3 separate regions of the Sus scrofa genome follow, and all the other regions are linked to region 1. Evidence: chromatin contacts called from public HiChIP or PLAC-seq data. All regions are on one chromosome and are shown on one strand. The core of a region is the stretch at or near the end of the contact, and the rest is flanking DNA. Distances in the headings are between cores, read along the strand shown. Region 1 has its middle 320 kb from the start of TMEM135. Region 2 overlaps LOC102160855 (a long non-coding RNA gene). Region 3 overlaps LOC102160855 (a long non-coding RNA gene).

Region 1 (2,700 bases), core at 81-2,580:
TGTCTCCAGCAGAATGAGGTAATAGGATATTAACGAGTGTTATGTGGGAGTTCCCACTGTGGCCTCAGCAGGTTACAAACCCGATTAGGATCCATGGGGATGTGCGTTTGATCCCTGGCCTCGCTCAGTGGGTTAAGGATATGGCGTTGCCATGAGCTGAGGTGTAGGTCGCAGACTCGGCTCCGATCCCATGTTGCTGTGGCTGTGGCCTTAGGCCGGCAGCTACAGCTTCAATTCGACTCCTAGACTGGGAGCTTCCATATGCTCCCTGTGCCACAGCAACATGGGATCAGAGCCAAGCCTGCCACCTACACCTCAGCTCACGGCAACACCATATCCTTAACAAGAGCAAAACAAAGAAAAAACCCCCCAAAAACAAAAGAGTGTTGTGTAAAAAATACCCAAAAGAAATCTCGATGAAGAACTTAAAATCGAGTAGTGGCCACTTTCTGTATGGCCCTTGAGCTAAGAAGAGATTTTGCATTTTTAAAGAATCAGACAAAAAATAAAAAATAAAGAAACTTGACTGCAGGAACACTTGGCACCTTTAATAAGCTAACGTGCACTGGAGCTCTTTGAGAGGGTGAATAGCCTTTCTCATTCGTGTTTGAACACAGAATTCCTCCTCTCTTATTATTATTTTTTATAGAGCATATTATGGAGCCAGCGTTCTGTGCAATATGCTCTGAAAAACATTGTTCTAAACAAATGCATTCCAATTCACATTTGGCAGTCAGGTTCCCTTGACTCTTTCACTGCGGTATTTTCTTTGATCTTGGTCAGTGATGTGATTCCTTCTTCTGACTCCGTGGATTCAATCCTTTCTTCCAGGCTTTCTGGTCAAGTTTTCTCTTTCCCGTCATCTACGTACCATGGCCCACATCAGTCACAATCTTTCCCTTTGAGAACCCCTAGAGCACTTAGTATTTGTTCAGTAAAGCGTTGAGGAGATGAAAGGTTCCAGAAAACAACAGTATTTTCTGGTTATCTGAGTGGTTACCATTCTGGGCATGAAAACATTATGTAACCGAATTCTTTTGGGCAGAAACCTTTTGAACCCTACCGAATCATTCTCTAATTGACCATAACTTAACTTTATTTTCATGACACAGTGAAGAGAAAGCACCATTTGAGGGAAAGGTGAGAATAGTGCTGTTTCCAGCTCGGTTCCACCACTACTGAGGTGGGAGGCCTGAAAGGTCCCTTTTTTTGGACCCTGACCTCTCAGAAAATGAGCGTATTGGCCTAGATGTTCTTCAAGGTTCCTCCAAGAACATTTTACGACGTTCTGGGATTACAGAGTTCCAGAAAAGGGAACGAGATTAGCAAGTTTCTATGAGTTTGTACCTGATGATGTCTCACTAGACACACAGATCAGTGACTACTGTGCAATCATGCTTACCATGCAGATTTTAAAAAACATTCTAATTGATACTTAATTCTCCTTGGTGAACAGAATTCAAATTTCTGCATGGCAGCAGATTAGAAATCAAAGATTTTCTTAATACGATTAAGTGGATTTTCTTCCTCATCAGTGGAGTCTGGCAAGGCTTTGATCATGGTCCTTGACAGAATGTTGGTATTTTTATGCCTTTTAGAAAGCCCCAGCTGTCTGAGATACTCTGTCCCCGAGGTCTTACAAATCTGACTCGATCACTCGGAATTTATTTCCAGTTAAAGCTATTGACTGTGGGAGAGTTGTTTTTCTCTTTTGCAAGAAGGTCATGAACTTGACTTTTGTGGCTTTCTGTTTATTAGTTGATGCCAATGGCATGCAAACTTCAGCGAGGCTCTCTCTGTGCTTCCAAATCGTTCCATCATCTCTGACTTCTCAGTGAATTCCCAACAGAGACTGCTCCGACAGTTCAGTCTTCTCTTCAAGCTTGAGCGTATCCTCTCCTTCCAGCCCAGCAAGAGGTTGTACCTTTCTTCTCCGTCTCACAGCTCCTGGAGTACCTGTCACTTTACCTTTCCTCGCTTATTCCTTTGTTCAACATTTCTGGTTTATTTATTTTTTTTTAGGGCCGCACCTGAGCACATGGACGTTCCAAGGCTAGGGGAGTGAATGGGAGTGGTAGCCACCAGCCCACTCCAGCGTGGGATCCAAGCTGTATCTGCGACCTACACCACAGCTCATGGCAACACCGGATCCCTAACCCACTAAGCAAGGCCAGGGATCGAACCCATGTCCTAGTCGTGTTCATTACTGCTGAGCCACGATGGAAACTCCCTTGTTCAACATTTCTTGAATGTTCAATCTGTATGAACTGGGCATAGTCCTTCCCCTGTGATGCATTTCCATGCTGGTGGGGAGTTAGAAGGAAGGAAAACACAGGTAAATGTGTATCTTTCAAGTCTGTGAATACCAAAGGAGGAGCGTTTACTTTACTTGAATGGAAGAATCAGGAAAGTTTCCCAGAGGAGGTCTGAGAGGGCAAGTCAGAGTTCAATAGGAGACAACTGGGTGACCAGCACTCCAGGTGGAGGGGACAAAGCGTGTGACCACGGAGGTGTGAGAAAGCGTGACACAGTCAGGGAGAGTGAGAGAGGGGCGAGAAAGGAGGGCATTGGGGCAGTGTTGGGAGAGGAGCTTGAAAAGCCAGAGTGGCTCCGTCATCTGAGAGGAGGAAGTGCCTTCCCTGTCTGTGCTCCCGGCCCCACTCCCTTCTGGGCGTCTCTAGCATCTTGCTCCAACAATGC
Region 2 (2,700 bases), core at 197-2,696, 720 kb after region 1:
CCCAAGAAATGGCAAAAAAGACAAAGAAAAAGAAAAAAGAAAAAAAAAGGCTGTGATTTTAGAGACGATGTTAACAAGATGTGACAAAAATTACTGTAAACTGAAACATAACAGGCAAGAAAACTAGAAAGTTGAAAAATATGCAATTTATTATTCCATTCAGACCCACGTATGATTTTCTTAATTTGTGAGATGTCATAAGAATATGGTTTCATTGTTTTGTTGTGGAAAGAACACTAGCATTAGAAGACTGAACTTCGGCATCCATTTACTATTATTTTCGGGAATTTCTCTGAGGTTTAGATATTCCTATTGTAAAACAAAGATAGTTTTTAGCATAAAGAGCTGCTAGTAGGATCACATGGGAAAATGTTTTTAAGCTGTAAGATCTACAGTAGAAATGTAGAGGTTTGTTACTATTAAATTGGGTGGTAGTAGAACTAATATACAGAATTACCTATTAAGGAAGTATGAGGCGAGAGAGAGAGGCTGAGTGACTTAAGGAGTATATCTTTGAGCAGATGGAAAACATCAGGCAAAGAGGTATTTTGTTTGTAAGAAGTTTCCATGTGCCAAGAGAACAAAGTTTGGCTTCTTGCTAGCAATTTCCCTACTAGCTCATCAGTGGTATCTGAAATTTCGCTTTTATTTCACCTGCATGATTCATTCCAAGCCCTTCCTAATAATACCAACTCTAATCGTTCCTTCCTCTATACAACGGCTTTATAATGTAGCTGCTTCCACCGAGGGATCATTTAACTCATTTATTTGTCTGTGTCCCCCCAAGCATACCCCTAGAGGTGGGCCTGGGGTGGAGGAGGGGCTATAACCTTGCTATACAGAGTTACTGAGTTGAATCACCCCTGGTTGATATGAAAACACTTCTGAGAACTACAACAAAACCTGCCTAAATCATGATCACTCCATTAACAAAGTATGAAAATCACTTCTAATTTCACCACAGGCTAAAATTATTTTTCCTACATAGCCTCTTAGTGATACTAGAAAAAGGGGGAAAAAGGATTCAGATTTGGGTAAAGCTCAGAGAAAACAGCCTAGCAAGAGAGCCTTCAAATGTGGGAGGTTTCCCCAGAGCAAGACAGGAGGAAAGGGGAAATGGAGCAAAATAAACACCAGCTGCCTTCCTCATATATCTTCCAAGAATCTGCCCTCCTGGCCTTTAACGAAATTCTTTTAAAAAAACAAAACAAAACAAACAACCAAAAAAATGAATATCTGTATGTCCAGGATTTCCAAATACAGATCATATGATTTTATTTCAAGGGGTGTCTGCATTTGAACATAATGCATCCAAATATATGTAAGTAGGTAATATGTCTCACATCCGCACACAGCTCTTTTTCATATGCACATATTAACAGGTCTGTGAACTGGAGATTGGCACTTGCCATCTGCCTCTGCACAGATTGACTCATGAGCTGCTGCAGCTGCTGTCCCTCTACACCCCTGAAAGGAGCTCAGGGCGGAGATCAGGGGTGAGTCACTCTGTGCTCTGGGAAAACCGGCAGAACAGGTCTCCAGATAGATATTTTCAGGATGAGATTTTATAAACCCAATTCTTGCATCTCCTCATATCTAGCAAAGTACTGACATCCTTCATGGTGACGTCTGCTCCTCGTGATTAGCAGTAACATTCACTCGGAGACCAGCAGTGACCTGTAAAATGAGTGCTTGGTGTCATGTACCTCCCCCCTTCACCAAAACCACATATATACCAATATTTCCACCTACATCTTTGGAGCGATATTTCAGAGCTATTTGAAATGCTGCCTCCTAGGCTATAGTCCTCATTTTGCCCCCAAGAAAACTTAACTCTTAGCTTTTATGTTGTGCTTTTTTTTTTTAGTTGACAGGTCCTGTTTTGATTAATACGATACAAATTTATGTAAGGCAATTTATAGAAATGTTTAGTCAAAATGTATGTTTAGCAACGAACTCTAAAGATAGTTCTAAGAAGAAAGAGGTAAAATGGAGGTTGTCAGTGGCATTAAAAATTATTTAAAAGCAGGAGTTCCCTGGTGACTCAGCAGGTTAAGATCCAGTGTTGTCAGGGCTGTGGCTTGAATCACTGCCGTGGCACAGGTTCGATCCCTGGCCTGGGAACTTCCACATTATATGGGTGTGGCCATGTCACAAAAATAAATAGATAAATAAAAATTATATACAATGGTTATTTTAAATTTGAAAAAGTGGAAAGGACTACTGCATACTGTCCTTGAAAAACAGCTTTTGGTATTCTGAATACCAAGAAAACTCAATTTCAAGACAAACTTTACTATCTAGCTGATGATCGTAGGCAAGTCACTCTGCCTCACTGGGTCTGCCTTGACTCAGTTGTTCTGTGTTAGTCAAATATGGCTTTGAATAATCAGGAAAGAGTATTTTGTAATTGTGAAAGTCTCTGAATTTTGTTTAGGAGTGATAATTACTTGCATAAAGACTTGCCAAAATTCCAGTCATTTGAAATTTGGTTATTTGAGTTTCGGCACAAACAGGGGAGTACCTGCTAATTCAGATATTTTGCACTAATTTTTAAAAGATGCACTCCTCGGGGTTGCCGTTGCGGCTCAGCGGGTTAAGAACCCAACATAGTATCCATGAGGATGTGGGTTCCATCCCTAGCTGCAAGTTAAGGATCCAGCATTGCTGAAAGCTGTGGGGTAGGTCTCAGAGGCAGCT
Region 3 (2,700 bases), core at 108-2,607, 780 kb after region 1:
GACCCTAATAAGACAAAAAGACAAAAAAAAATTGATTGCAAAATATGTTATATTGGGCTAGGATGTCTTTTTGTATATATGTGTGTGCTGTGTGAGAGGGGGCAAGAGAGAAAAAATATGAAACTATGCATGGAACTAAAGATTGTAGAATATGGCTCAAAATATTAGTAGGCTATCTCTAGACTATTTCATTTGGCTTTCTTTTCATGTTTTCCAATTTTTATGCAGTAAATACATTTTATAAATAGAAAAGTAACCCAACACATTTTAATAAAAATATAAAGTGCCAAGTGCCGTGAATAAGTTATACACTGGATGTTATGGGAATGGATGTTTCTGAATTCAGTGATTCCTGGGTAGAATCTCTGTGCTCAACTTTGAGGGATAAAAAATGCTTTAGGAAGGAACCTAGGGAATGACATTCCAGGAGGAGGACCCAGGGTGTGTAGAGCATGGATGGAGGGGTCAAGAAGCAATATTATGTAGGGCACTTCCTGTCACCTGAAATGTGCCTTGGGGTGGACTAGGAGATGGAGATTGAATGCCATGCTATGGATCTTAGCTTTTATCCTTTAAGTGTGGAAGCATTTAAATACGGAGGTTTAAGCAGAGGACTCATTATAGTCAGATCTTCATTTTCTATAGAGTACAGTGGTGGCAATGGACTGCATGGAATAAAGAGGTCAGAGGAAGATAGGAAGCATGAGGATTTGTCAGAATGCTGGTGTGCAAGTAAAAGATGATACAGGTCTGGACCAGGACAACGTAGTGAGAGTGGAGAGAAATATTTCAGAGGTAATTAAGAAGGGTTTAAGGTGTGTTTCTTTTCTGCCTATGTCATACTCTATTGCTAAATTAGCAACACTACAGCTCATGTAAGAGAGTATACTTAGGTGCCTACATAATATGTCTGCATGGTTTACAACTGGAAGAAGAGGGTCAAAGGGGATGGGAAGGCCAAACCCAAAGACCTTGGAAGATTTCATAATTTTGCTTGGGTCTAACTTCTGCAAGCCCAGAGGAGGCGGTCAGGATTAGAAAACGCTGCTCTCTGGCCCACAACAAGGCTGTGGAGAGATGAGAGACAGCAATGCGCCTGAGTCAGACTCCGGAGGAGGACCCTACTGGCCTAAACTGCAGATGAGACCAGATGAGCAACTGTGACCACAGGGGTAGTCCAACAGCAGGCTGCGAAGAGATGCAACTTGAGAAGGGAGAGAGGGAGTTGTTGTTTTTTTTCCTGAGTCATGTTTCGTTTTGTAACAGCAGGATTTCCAACTGGCATAAAGACAGTCGGGAATTAAGAGAGAGAACACACAGCCTAAGTGTGTCATGAGAACAGGATGTCGAGACAAGTTTGCTGGCAGTTAGAAACAGCTTGGCTGGCCACACTAAGGAGGGACATGGGGTACAGGAAAGAATAAATTCCCATGGCCCATGGTGTACCTCATCCAAGTTCTGTTTCATGTTTGCGCCAAATGAACAAATGCTTTCGTGGTGTGATTTTGAGGCTTTCTCTTAAATTCCTCTTTCTGACTGTGTGCGTGGGAAATGTCTAAAATCTTCCAAGTAAAGACCGATCTCCTTCTTCCATCCACATAGTGAATAATGGTATTCAAATCCAAACCCAGGGGTAAGTGACTGATCTCAGCCCTCCTGCTAGCAGGCTGGATGTAGGCAGAGGCAAGAGAAGCCCTAATACAAGAAGAAATCAGGAACCTAAGGGGGCTTTGCAGTAGGATGCCAGAAGCCTGGGTTCAGAGGTCTGAAGTACTAAGACATCTGGCCGCTGACGTCACGCCCAAAGAGGGTCACAGCATCTTTTCTCTGAAGGGCTCTCTGAACTCTGCTGCCTGGGAAAGTCAAACCTCTGGTCAGATCTGAGGGGGTTGAACAACCTCATATAATTCCTATGTTTCTTTCCATTTGCACATTTAGATTCCATGGACCAGGAGGACTGAAAAGGTTTGGAGCTTTCCTAGACAATTTAGAGGCACCTACAAAAGTAAGCTTTCCACAATAGGATAACAAAGGATTTCAATGGAACCAGCAAAGAAAGGCAGAGGTAAAAATCACAGGAATTCTTTTTTTTTTTCAGTAAGGATTGTTCTGAGTTTCAAAGGGATGTGCTATGCACTACATTCACGTATGGGATTTGGGAGGGTGGTGGTGTCTTGGTGTCTTGATTTCCTTTAACCCAAGGGAGAATTCTTTTTTAGGCAAAAAGCCCCAAAGCACAGGAAATATAATGAGGTGGCAGTAGGTGGTGAAGATAGGGTGACAGAGAGATATTTCTGGCCCCAAAGTCTTCAGATTAGACACCAGGAAGTAACCTGTCACATGACCTCCAGGAACCTGAAGACTTGGAGGATCGCTTTTCTGAGAAGACTTGCCCAGCAAAACACCTCGCCCACAGCCTCCTCTTGCCAGCTAGTCCTAAAGGAGCTCCCTGTCAGCAGAGCCGGAGCATCTGCCTTGATCCCCTGGCCCCACGCTCCAAAGTGATTCAGAGAAGCCAGCAGTTTCTTTCAGTGCTCAGCTGGCAGCTGTCTCCTTTGATAAATACTCCTTTTGGGGGCAGGGGGGCTTTTTGTTTTTTCCTTCACCCTTAACAGATTTTCCTTTAAAAAAAAACATCGCCAATGAAATAGAATGAAGCTTACTTCATAGTTTGAACATTGGTTAAGTCCACAGGAATAT

Evidence for each region. HiChIP or PLAC-seq counts read pairs in DNA pulled down with a chosen protein or histone mark.
Region 2: a contact with region 1 is called in an H3K27ac HiChIP or PLAC-seq map of skeletal muscle, with 5 times the contacts expected there. The contact joins two enhancer-like sites. A contact is called at or near these places in 1 of 5 promoter capture datasets (liver), 1 of 47 Hi-C or Micro-C datasets (liver) and 1 of 2 datasets of contacts at active chromatin or transcription factors (skeletal muscle).
Region 3: an H3K27ac HiChIP or PLAC-seq map of skeletal muscle shows a contact between it and region 1, with 10 times the contacts expected there. The contact joins two enhancer-like sites. A contact is called at or near these places in 2 of 47 Hi-C or Micro-C datasets (heart right ventricle and liver) and 1 of 2 datasets of contacts at active chromatin or transcription factors (skeletal muscle).

What each region holds. Positions count from the first base shown.
Region 1 is chr9:21,058,586-21,061,285 of Sscrofa11.1, forward strand. No RefSeq gene overlaps it. Among named protein-coding and RNA genes, the nearest start is that of TMEM135, 320 kb to the left of the region's middle. Within about 2 kb of position 1,331, at least 6 of the 83 cell types and tissues checked have an H3K27ac peak or open chromatin away from gene starts, as enhancers often do. A contact at or near this core is called in skeletal muscle, where this site is marked.
Region 2 is chr9:21,777,830-21,780,529 of Sscrofa11.1, forward strand. The region is part of intron 2 of LOC102160855 (a long non-coding RNA gene); the gene reads left to right. Among named protein-coding and RNA genes, the nearest start is that of CTSC, 17 kb to the left of the region's middle. Within about 2 kb of position 1,447, at least 19 of the 83 cell types and tissues checked have an H3K27ac peak or open chromatin away from gene starts, as enhancers often do. A contact at or near this core is called in skeletal muscle, where this site is marked.
Region 3 is chr9:21,835,679-21,838,378 of Sscrofa11.1, forward strand. LOC102160855 (a long non-coding RNA gene) reads left to right here. Exons shown (of 10, transcript XR_002346978.1): 7 at 1,939-2,065. Among named protein-coding and RNA genes, the nearest start is that of CTSC, 75 kb to the left of the region's middle. Within about 2 kb of position 1,358, at least 41 of the 83 cell types and tissues checked have an H3K27ac peak or open chromatin away from gene starts, as enhancers often do. A contact at or near this core is called in skeletal muscle, where this site is marked.